Linked DNA regions of Mus musculus: regions 1 and 2 are each linked to region 3. The links are chromatin contacts, called in public Hi-C and HiChIP or PLAC-seq maps. All regions are on one chromosome and are shown on one strand. The core of a region is the stretch at or near the end of the contact, and the rest is flanking DNA. Distances in the headings are between cores, read along the strand shown.

Region 1 (2,700 bases), core at 96-2,595, 400 kb before region 3:
AGACAGACGTCAGAGACAAGATATGTGACAAAATAATTAGGAGAAGTGTAAGAATGAACTTAGGAATTAGAACATATGGAGCCGGGCGTGGTGGTGCCCGCCTTTAATCCCAGCACTCGGGAGGCAGAGGCAGGCGGATTTCTGAGTTCGAGGCCAGCCTGGTCTACAGAGAGAATTCCAGGACAGCCAGGGCTACACAGAGAAACCCTGTCTCGAAAAACAAAAAAACAAACAAAAAAAAAGAATATATGGAAATAGCAGAATGTAGCATGGTACTATTTCCTAGGTTTCAAACCACACTCATCTGAGTATACTGCAGAGCTGAGATGTCTTTGTGCCTCTGGGCTGTTACTAGTTTCTGAGTGTGGTGTGCCTCCCTACATTCATAGATGACACGTGTTAGACTCGGGCTGAGCTGCAGCCTCGTTTATAGAGAAAACCAAACAGGAAAGTACGTGTGAATATGCAAGGTGTGCACACAGCTCCTGAGCAGTTGTAGAGGATTTAGAATTAATCTCACTAGGTGTAGAGTTAATCTCATTATTGGGGTATATAACACAGTTAATTGTTTTTTGCATTTAGACACAGATGTTCTGTTCTTTCATGGGGTTCATTTAAATTGTGAGTTATTTTAAAGGCAAACAATTTTTCTCTTATAATAAAGGGCTCCTAATTAGAGGACTGTGGATGCCTAATTACCTTGCAATTATCATTGTAAGATATGAAGGTTGACATAGAAATGATAGCAGCACATGCAGTATTGTAGTCATTAAGCAAAATTGTAGGTTTTTTTCATATTTTCTCAAGAAAAAATACCATGAAAATTATTGTTACCAACATTTCTTTGAATGACAGAAATTTCTGTAGCCTGAAAATTGGCCTTTGTAAATTTTTTAGTACATACTTGTGCACAAAGTAAAAGTGCTTTGTGTGTTTGATTCAATCCTCTGTGTTTTGTTCTAAAACTGGGTCTTATGTAGCCCAAGATGGTTGGAACTTCCTGTGTCCAAGGTTGAGTTTTTAACACCTGCCCCTTCATCTCCCAAGTACTGGGATTACAGGCATGTGCCACCATACCTGGACAATTACGTTTTTTTTCTGGGCATTTATTTGCTACACATGTGTACTATATTCCCCAATATTATGACAAGAAAGAGGCAAAATTTAAGAAAGGACTTGATTTCTTTTTCATCTATTCAGTAGCTCTTTCTACCTAGTTCTTAGGTAACTTTTAACTTGAGAGGCTGAGGTAAAGAAGAATTTGATGTGGGTGTGCATGCATGCACGCACGCACACGAACACACCCACATCAAGTGTGTGACTCACAAGGTAAACATTAGGTGCCTTCCCTTCTTAGTTTTTTGAGACATGGCCTTTAATCTCTTCTCCTAAGCTCGCAGGTCAGTGAGCTCCAGGGACTTACCCATCTCCTTCCTGCCCTCAAGCTCTGGCATTACAGACATGCTGCTGTCACACCTGACTTTCATGTCTGTGGATACCACACTCACACTGCAGGTACTAGTTCACCATCTTCAGGCCCAGGAGTCAGGTGTTCTGATGGCAGATAATAGGCAAAAAGTTATAGTCGTTTTTTTGTTCTTTTCGTATTCCTAGGAATTGCTGCTATTTTTAAAAATTACATTTGACAAATTTGAGCAAAGCCCATTATGTTTTAATTACATTAAATATGTTTGTTCTGATTTAAAGATGTGGAACTTTTTCAGTTCAATAAAGTGTAGTTAAATATGGGGGGAAATTTTATTTTATATATATTTTTTGGCTCTTTATTTAGAAAGTTGATGAACTTTGAGCTAGCATTACTTTGATTTGTTCCTTTGTACACACACACACACACACACACACACACTACAGCTGTCATTATAGCTAATCATAAAATTAATTTGAAGTTCTATTGTAAATTCATATTTTATCATTCACAGTGCTGACCTGGAGTCCTGTCCTGTTCTTTTCTTGTCCTTTCTTTCTCTTTCTTCTTTTATTGTTATATAAATGCCAAATTTTACAAAGTCAGCCTAAAGTAGCATATTCCTGTGTTCTGTAAATGGAGACTAGTAGTCTCTAACATCTGAAACTCTAACAAAGCATTTTTTATTTTTGTTTTTAAACACTTGCTTATCATCAGCGGTGAGATCTGTGAGTCTTTATACATTGTCCCTCCTACCTCTGACACCAGTAGCAAGTCCAGGAAACAGCTTGATGGACTTTACATTTTTATGAATTTATTTATAGTAATACATACAGTTATTCATTAAAATGTTGAGTGGCTAGTGATTATTATATTTTTAGGTGTTTGTTTTTATTTCCTTGTTTGTTGCTTGTTTGCATTTTGAGATGAGGTGGTGTTTGTTTGCTTGTTTTGGCCAAGCTCTTTGTTTTTAGACACTTTCTTTGTGTGTAACTCAAGCAGGCCTTGAACCCACTATGTGGCTTAGACTGGCTTCTGAATGGCGGGTGATCAGGCAGACCTCCCAAATACTGGGAGGCACTGACACTTTCTTAGGTCTCTAACACTGTGCTACTGTCATCCTTTGTAAACTGCTTCCCACATCCCTGCACTTTGACTGGCTAGCTTCTCAGGGCTACCGGAGAAGTAAAACATGCAGTACTTAGTAAAATTAAACCTCCACTGTCACGAGTACTTTTATCGCAACAGCCTAGTTTTATTAAGAAAATAATTTC
Region 2 (2,700 bases), core at 144-2,643, 380 kb before region 3:
TAAAACTCCCAATTGGCTGGATTAGTGTGACTATTCAGAGGAAGCACAGAATAAAGACATCACCAAATACAATTCTTTACTTTGTAGTATTTTTTGTTTGGTTGACTTTTCTTAAATAGAATTAATTGTATATAACAAAAAGTTTGGGATACCTTAGCCATGAAAGAACTTGATATGGGAGTAAATCCTAAAGTATGAAAAATCTGAAATGCTCCAAAATCCGAGACTTTGTTAGAGCCATCTCAAGCATTCACAAGGTTGGGGGGTCTAGATTTTCAAGTAAGAGATACTCAGTTTGAAATAGTCTTGAAAGTAGTTTCAGTCTAAAAATACAAGAAATCAGAACTACTTCTCGTCCCAAGCATTTCACATGGGGGCAAAGTAACCTCTGCTGAACTGTGGTGTCTTTGAAGCCTGTGTAACAGAACGTTTTTGTTTTCCTACAGTTTGCGCTTAGCTTTATTAAATGAGGCAAAAGAAGTAAGAGCAGCCGGGTTGCGAGCGCTGCGCTATCTCATCCAAGATTCCAGTATTCTCCAGAAGGTGCTAAAACTGAAAGTGGACTATTTAATAGCTAGGTAATGTTCTGAGACGTGCCTGTCTTTCTTATGCCTTTAAAGTTTTGTGTTTAGCATCCAGCCAAACCTGTACAGATTTTTGGTGTAAAGCTTAATTTTGCAAAGGTGCATGATCAAGTAAGACCAAGACTAATGGTGTTTTTAGCAAAGGAGGGACTCCCTTTATACTTTCAAGCAATTGTAAATAGTTTTCTCCTTAGAGATTTGTTTTCCTGTCTTTGCATTTCACATTACATGTTAATTAATGTGTATAATCGACATATGTAAGTATACATTTATTGTTTTCTCATCATCTGTAAGGTTCTTCCACATTGATCATATCTGTTTTTAAATTTTATTTTTGCTATGAAGTATTTGGTCTTATGCTTAGGACATGCTTGAATCTGTTCATTCAGGATAGTTTTCAGTGTTGAGCTATTTTGAATGAATCTGCCCTGCAATCTTGTGTAAGTCTGTGAGGTGCTCACTTCTTAGAAGCAGGCATAGAGAAGGAGATGTTGGAACCTGATGCATGTGTGCTTAGCTATGTGATTGTGGTCGGCATCCCTCTCTCTTTGTAAAATGTATTTTTATTCTTTAATCCCTTTTTACAGTCTGGACTTCATCCCCCATCCACTCCCTATCCCATACCTTCCTCACCCCAGTGTCCAAAAGGATGTCCCCACCCCCATCCCACCCCCACCCCACCAGGCCTCCTCTCTCCCTGGGGCCTCAAGGGTTAGATGCATCTTCTCTCACTGAGGCCTGACCAGGCAGTCCTCTGCTGACTATGTGTTGGGGCCGCAGGTTTTTTCTTAAGACACGGCACTGATCATTTAGATGCCGTGACTGTTTGGTGAGCTTTAGTCACACTTACTGGGTTTGGGACTTCTGTTGTTTGTTGCGGTAAATCTCCTCCCAAATAGGCCCGGCAATGAAAACACAACACAGTTACTATGATTACATGCTGTGTGCCTAGATTGGGCAGATCTACCGCTACACTACCATCTTCCACAGCTTGTGAGACCCCCTTAGAACTTGCAGTTTCTTCAGGCCATGTGCTTCTCCTCCGGCTCTTCTTCTTCCTCCTCTGCGTCCTCTCTCTCATTTTCTCCTTCCTCTCTCTCCCACCTTCCACTCCACCTTCCCTTTTATCTGCCTAATCATCAGCTCTCCTTTATTTTACAAATTAAGGTGGGAAGCAGGTTTACAGGAAATTACCTGAGTGCTGACTCATTCCTTGTTCACAACCCCTCACAAGAGAATGGAATTAACATCAAATACAGTTAGCCCCAGGGCTATCCACAACAGTTGTTTGTTGTGGGTTAATTTATTTATTCCTGTTGTTGTATTACTTTGTTTTGACAGGGTTTCTGCTACAAATTCCAGGCTGGCTTCAGGCTTACTGATTCTCCTGTCTCACCCTCTTTAGACATTGTAGTGGAGGCAGTGCCATTATTTTTTCTTCTGATTTTTAGCTACTAATATATAGATAATAGGACGTACTGTCTTCTTTTACAGCAGCCTTGGTAAATCCCTATAGTTTCCCCAGTCTATGGAGTCCGTGGGCCTCCCATGCTTGTGAACTCCTGAGGACTCACCTCCAGGACCCTTAGCCTTAGTCTTGCTTCAGTCCTCTGCTTCTCGAGAACTGCACTGCATCCGGACGTCCCTCGTTCGCGTGGAAGGTGCCAAGTACTCCACTGGCTTGACTTTGCGTAGCTGTTAGTAAACTATGGCCCTCACTTGTATTTTTGAAGTCAATTCATTCATTCATGATGGCTTCTCATTTCTAAATAGACTGAACACATTGGTATTTAGTTTTTAGTTCTGCTAATACATACTTCTGCTTTGGGTACTATGTAAAGATACTATGTAAAACTTGTGACTTGTGTTAGTATTTCCCCTAGGTGGTTACAACTAGACCATGAACCTTACAGGGGTGGGTTTTGTTTGTTTTAATTGTGGCTTACTTTGCTTGGTTGATACAGCACTGTTGAGTTTTCTGTGTTGGTGTGTGTCTGTTTGGGACTCACTAAGGCTTGACTTTGGTGTCTTGGAGAGGTCTGTCTGGGTGCTGCTTCCTTCTGTCCTTGTCTGGTCCTGTAGCATCCGTCAGACACTCTCCTGCTGCACAGCTCCC
Region 3 (2,789 bases), core at 67-2,566:
TCTCTCAAGTTGTGGGAAAGAATGGGGATAAAGGAAAAGCAATATGGTCCAACTTAAATGGGGGCGGGTTCAGCACAGTCCAGAAACAGTCATGGACAGCAGGAGGCACTTCATGTTCAAAATATGCACTTTAGTGGAGTTGGTCACTAGGATACTCTTAGTGACTTTATTTTGAAAGATGTTATTAAGAATTTATTTTTTCATGCAGTATATTTTCAGGTGTCTTGTTGCCCATTTTGGAGTTACATTATTAACGGGGGATATTTATTTTAGAAAATAAGCTTCATCCTGCCGATTTGCAAATTGCTGTAGATTCTAAAGTCTAGAATTTCAGTCAAAGGTCCCTCACAAACTCCTTGGCCCTGGCGCACCAGATAAATCACATCTGAAAACAAACAAGCGGCTCCCTATGGAAGGTGTGTCTGCACAGCCATGTGACTGCGTGCCAGTGGCTCCGTCTGGCACATTTCTGAACTTTGCAAAATTAATTGTGCTAAAGAGAACACCATCAAACGCGTCCGGCACAGAGCGTAAACATCTTCAAACCACGACTCTGCGCCATAAAACACTCCTACCAATTTCATTTGGTGCATTACTCTGGAAGGAACACCGAGGCCAAGTGAAACTGCGGAAATGGGAACAATGCACGGAGGAAAAATCTCACCCCATTAAGGGATCCGTTTCTTCTCTGCACAAATAAGCCCAACACGCCTCAGAGGCACGACTAGATGGCTCCAGGATGTTCTCAGTTGCCCCCGCAGGCCCTCAGGAGCTGAGAGGTCCCCTCACCAAGAAAGTAGGGGAACTGAGTGGCAGCGCCCCGGCTTGGGGGCAGTTTAGGTAATGCACAAAATCAGAAAGAAAGAAAGGAAAAAAAAAAAAACCCGCAGTAATTGGCGTCCGTGTGCCTTTTCGGGGCGACACGAGTTTCCTCCTCCGCGCACGGCTTGCAAAGTGCAATGACAGCGGTTTGGGAGCCGCGCTGCTTCCCGCAGGGCCGCCTGGGCTCCGCTGGCCTTTCCGGAGGCTTTGCACCCGCAGGGCCGCTGCGCTCTCGCCCGCCGCTCGGTGACCTTGCAAGGCTGGCCGCGCGACCGGAGTCTCGGCAGAGGCACCTCCCTGGGCGCCGGGCCCGCGCGCGACCCAGAGGCTCCGACTCACGCGCGGCCTCGCGGGCCCGCGGGCCCGCGTCCCCGTGCGCGCGGCAGGGACGGCGGAGAAGGCTGCGGGGGCGCGCGGGGCGGGGCCTGGGCGGGGCCTGGGTGCTGCGCCCCCCGCCGAGCTCCTCGCAGGCGCCGCCTCCGGGCGCGCAGTCTGCGCCGGAGCGTCTCGGCAGTGGCCGCGGCCGTTATCGTCGCCTGGCGCTGCGGTGGCTCGCGGGGTTGGGAGAAGGCAGCGGCGGCCGGTCGTCGGTGGCCGCTAGAGCCGGCCTGCAAGGGGACAGGGGCGCCAGGACGGCGGCTGCTACCACCGGACTGCTCCTTCAGGACTGCAGTCCTGTGCTGCAGGGTCCGGGCTGCCCCGGGGCGGCGGCCGACTGGGATGGCAAGATAGCGGCGCGGGAGCGGCTGGTGAGTGCGGGGGCGCGGCGCGGCAGCCCGGAGCGCGTGCGGGGGGCGCGTCCCCGGCTCTGGGGCAACGCCACTCGGGCTCACGCCGTCCGTGCCAGCCGAGGGGTCAACCCTGCAGCCCGCGCCCACGCGGGCTACACCGCGGGAAACTTGTGCGGCGCGAAGGGCACTGAGTTCCAAGGCCAGAGGTTACCAGGGGGATGGGCAGGACCTTTAATTCCCCATTCGGAGCTGCGACCTGCCAGATGGTTTCCTGCCCCTAAACCTCAGCGCTTCAGAAAAGTAGTTCCTCGTCCTTTCTGTTTTGATGGTGCATTTGACTGACCTGTCTGTAGTTCTAGGTGCTTGTGTCCGAAGGCGCTAAACTTATTAAACTCCCAAGTTAAAGTGTAGGCAAGCAAAGTTAGGCTTCCTAATGGATGGCTTTCCGGATGTGTTGTCTAAAGCACAAAGCTGAGATCGTGGACCCAGACGCACAGAAAACTGCACAGCAAGTGTTGTGAACTTACACAGGAGCTTGAGTTATGTGATTCTAGCCCCCACTTCAGCTGCCAAGACACACGAATCTTTCGTTTACACTAGGGTTATCTTTGGGTCCCTTTCTGTAGCTGTGTTTAATGCAGTCAGATACTGAAAGGACACGTGCGCTGTTACTGACTGACAGTTACATGCATTCTTTGCGTTTACTTTGTTTCTTTAAAGTGGGTTTTTCAGCAGAACTTTCAGTTTAAACTTTGCCATCCAATGCCTTCCCTTGCATATTTAACCCAGCAAATAATATTTGCTTAGAGTTGACCTGACTTTACGTTAGTCAGGAGTTCAAAAGCGGTGCCCACGTTATATTTAAAGCACCGCCCCCAGTGAAAAACTAAAGCATTTGTTTATTGCAACTGATGCCGTCCCCTCCCCTTGCAGGATTATCTTGACACAGATCTGAAGTCATACTCCACTAGGAGCAGAGGCTCCTCGGGTGAGACTGGCAGAGGGAAGCAAATCTCAGCATAGCCTGTGCTTTTAAAAAACACTGGACTGTGCTCTTTTCTTTCTCTCCCTGACTTTCCTTCTTCCAACCAGGTGGAAACTGTGTTCATTTGGAGGCATCCATGAGGAACCTTAAGCTCAGTTTCAATAGGAGGCGTATTGTCAAGGAGGCCGGAGCTGCTGTTTGCTCTCAGGCCAGAGTTGAGCTGAGGTGTGTTTGCCTTGTGAGAGGTGAGA

The links. A called contact is a pair of places that touch in the nucleus more often than the background predicts. HiChIP or PLAC-seq counts read pairs in DNA pulled down with a chosen protein or histone mark.
Region 1: a contact with region 3 is called in an HNF4G HiChIP or PLAC-seq map of pancreatic cancer cells. The contact joins the enhancer-like site here to the promoter of Lifr in region 3. A contact is called at or near these places in 3 of 39 promoter capture datasets (embryonic stem cells, hippocampal neurons and liver), 5 of 484 Hi-C or Micro-C datasets (cardiomyocytes, cerebral cortex, liver and 2 more) and 4 of 115 datasets of contacts at active chromatin or transcription factors (embryonic stem cells and pancreatic cancer cells).
Region 2: a Hi-C map of embryonic stem cells shows a contact between it and region 3, with 1.8 times the contacts expected there. The contact joins the enhancer-like site here to the promoter of Lifr in region 3. A contact is called at or near these places in 2 of 39 promoter capture datasets (embryonic stem cells and hippocampal neurons), 1 of 484 Hi-C or Micro-C datasets (embryonic stem cells) and 1 of 115 datasets of contacts at active chromatin or transcription factors (embryonic stem cells).

Annotation. Positions count from the first base shown.
Region 1 is chr15:6,725,271-6,727,970 of GRCm38.p6, forward strand. The region is part of intron 2 of Rictor (RPTOR independent companion of MTOR, complex 2); the gene reads left to right. Among named protein-coding and RNA genes, the nearest start is that of Rictor, 18 kb to the left of the region's middle. Within about 2 kb of position 1,346, at least 39 of the 459 cell types and tissues checked have an H3K27ac peak or open chromatin away from gene starts, as enhancers often do. A contact at or near this core is called in pancreatic cancer cells, where this site is marked.
Region 2 is chr15:6,745,003-6,747,702 of GRCm38.p6, forward strand. It overlaps Rictor (RPTOR independent companion of MTOR, complex 2), which reads left to right. Exons shown (of 38, transcript NM_030168.3): 5 at 447-578. Among named protein-coding and RNA genes, the nearest start is that of Rictor, 38 kb to the left of the region's middle. Within about 2 kb of position 1,394, at least 15 of the 459 cell types and tissues checked have an H3K27ac peak or open chromatin away from gene starts, as enhancers often do. A contact at or near this core is called in embryonic stem cells, where this site is marked.
Region 3 is chr15:7,128,256-7,131,044 of GRCm38.p6, forward strand. Lifr (LIF receptor alpha) reads left to right here and starts at 1,317. Exons shown (of 20, transcript NM_001358593.1): 1 at 1,317-1,571.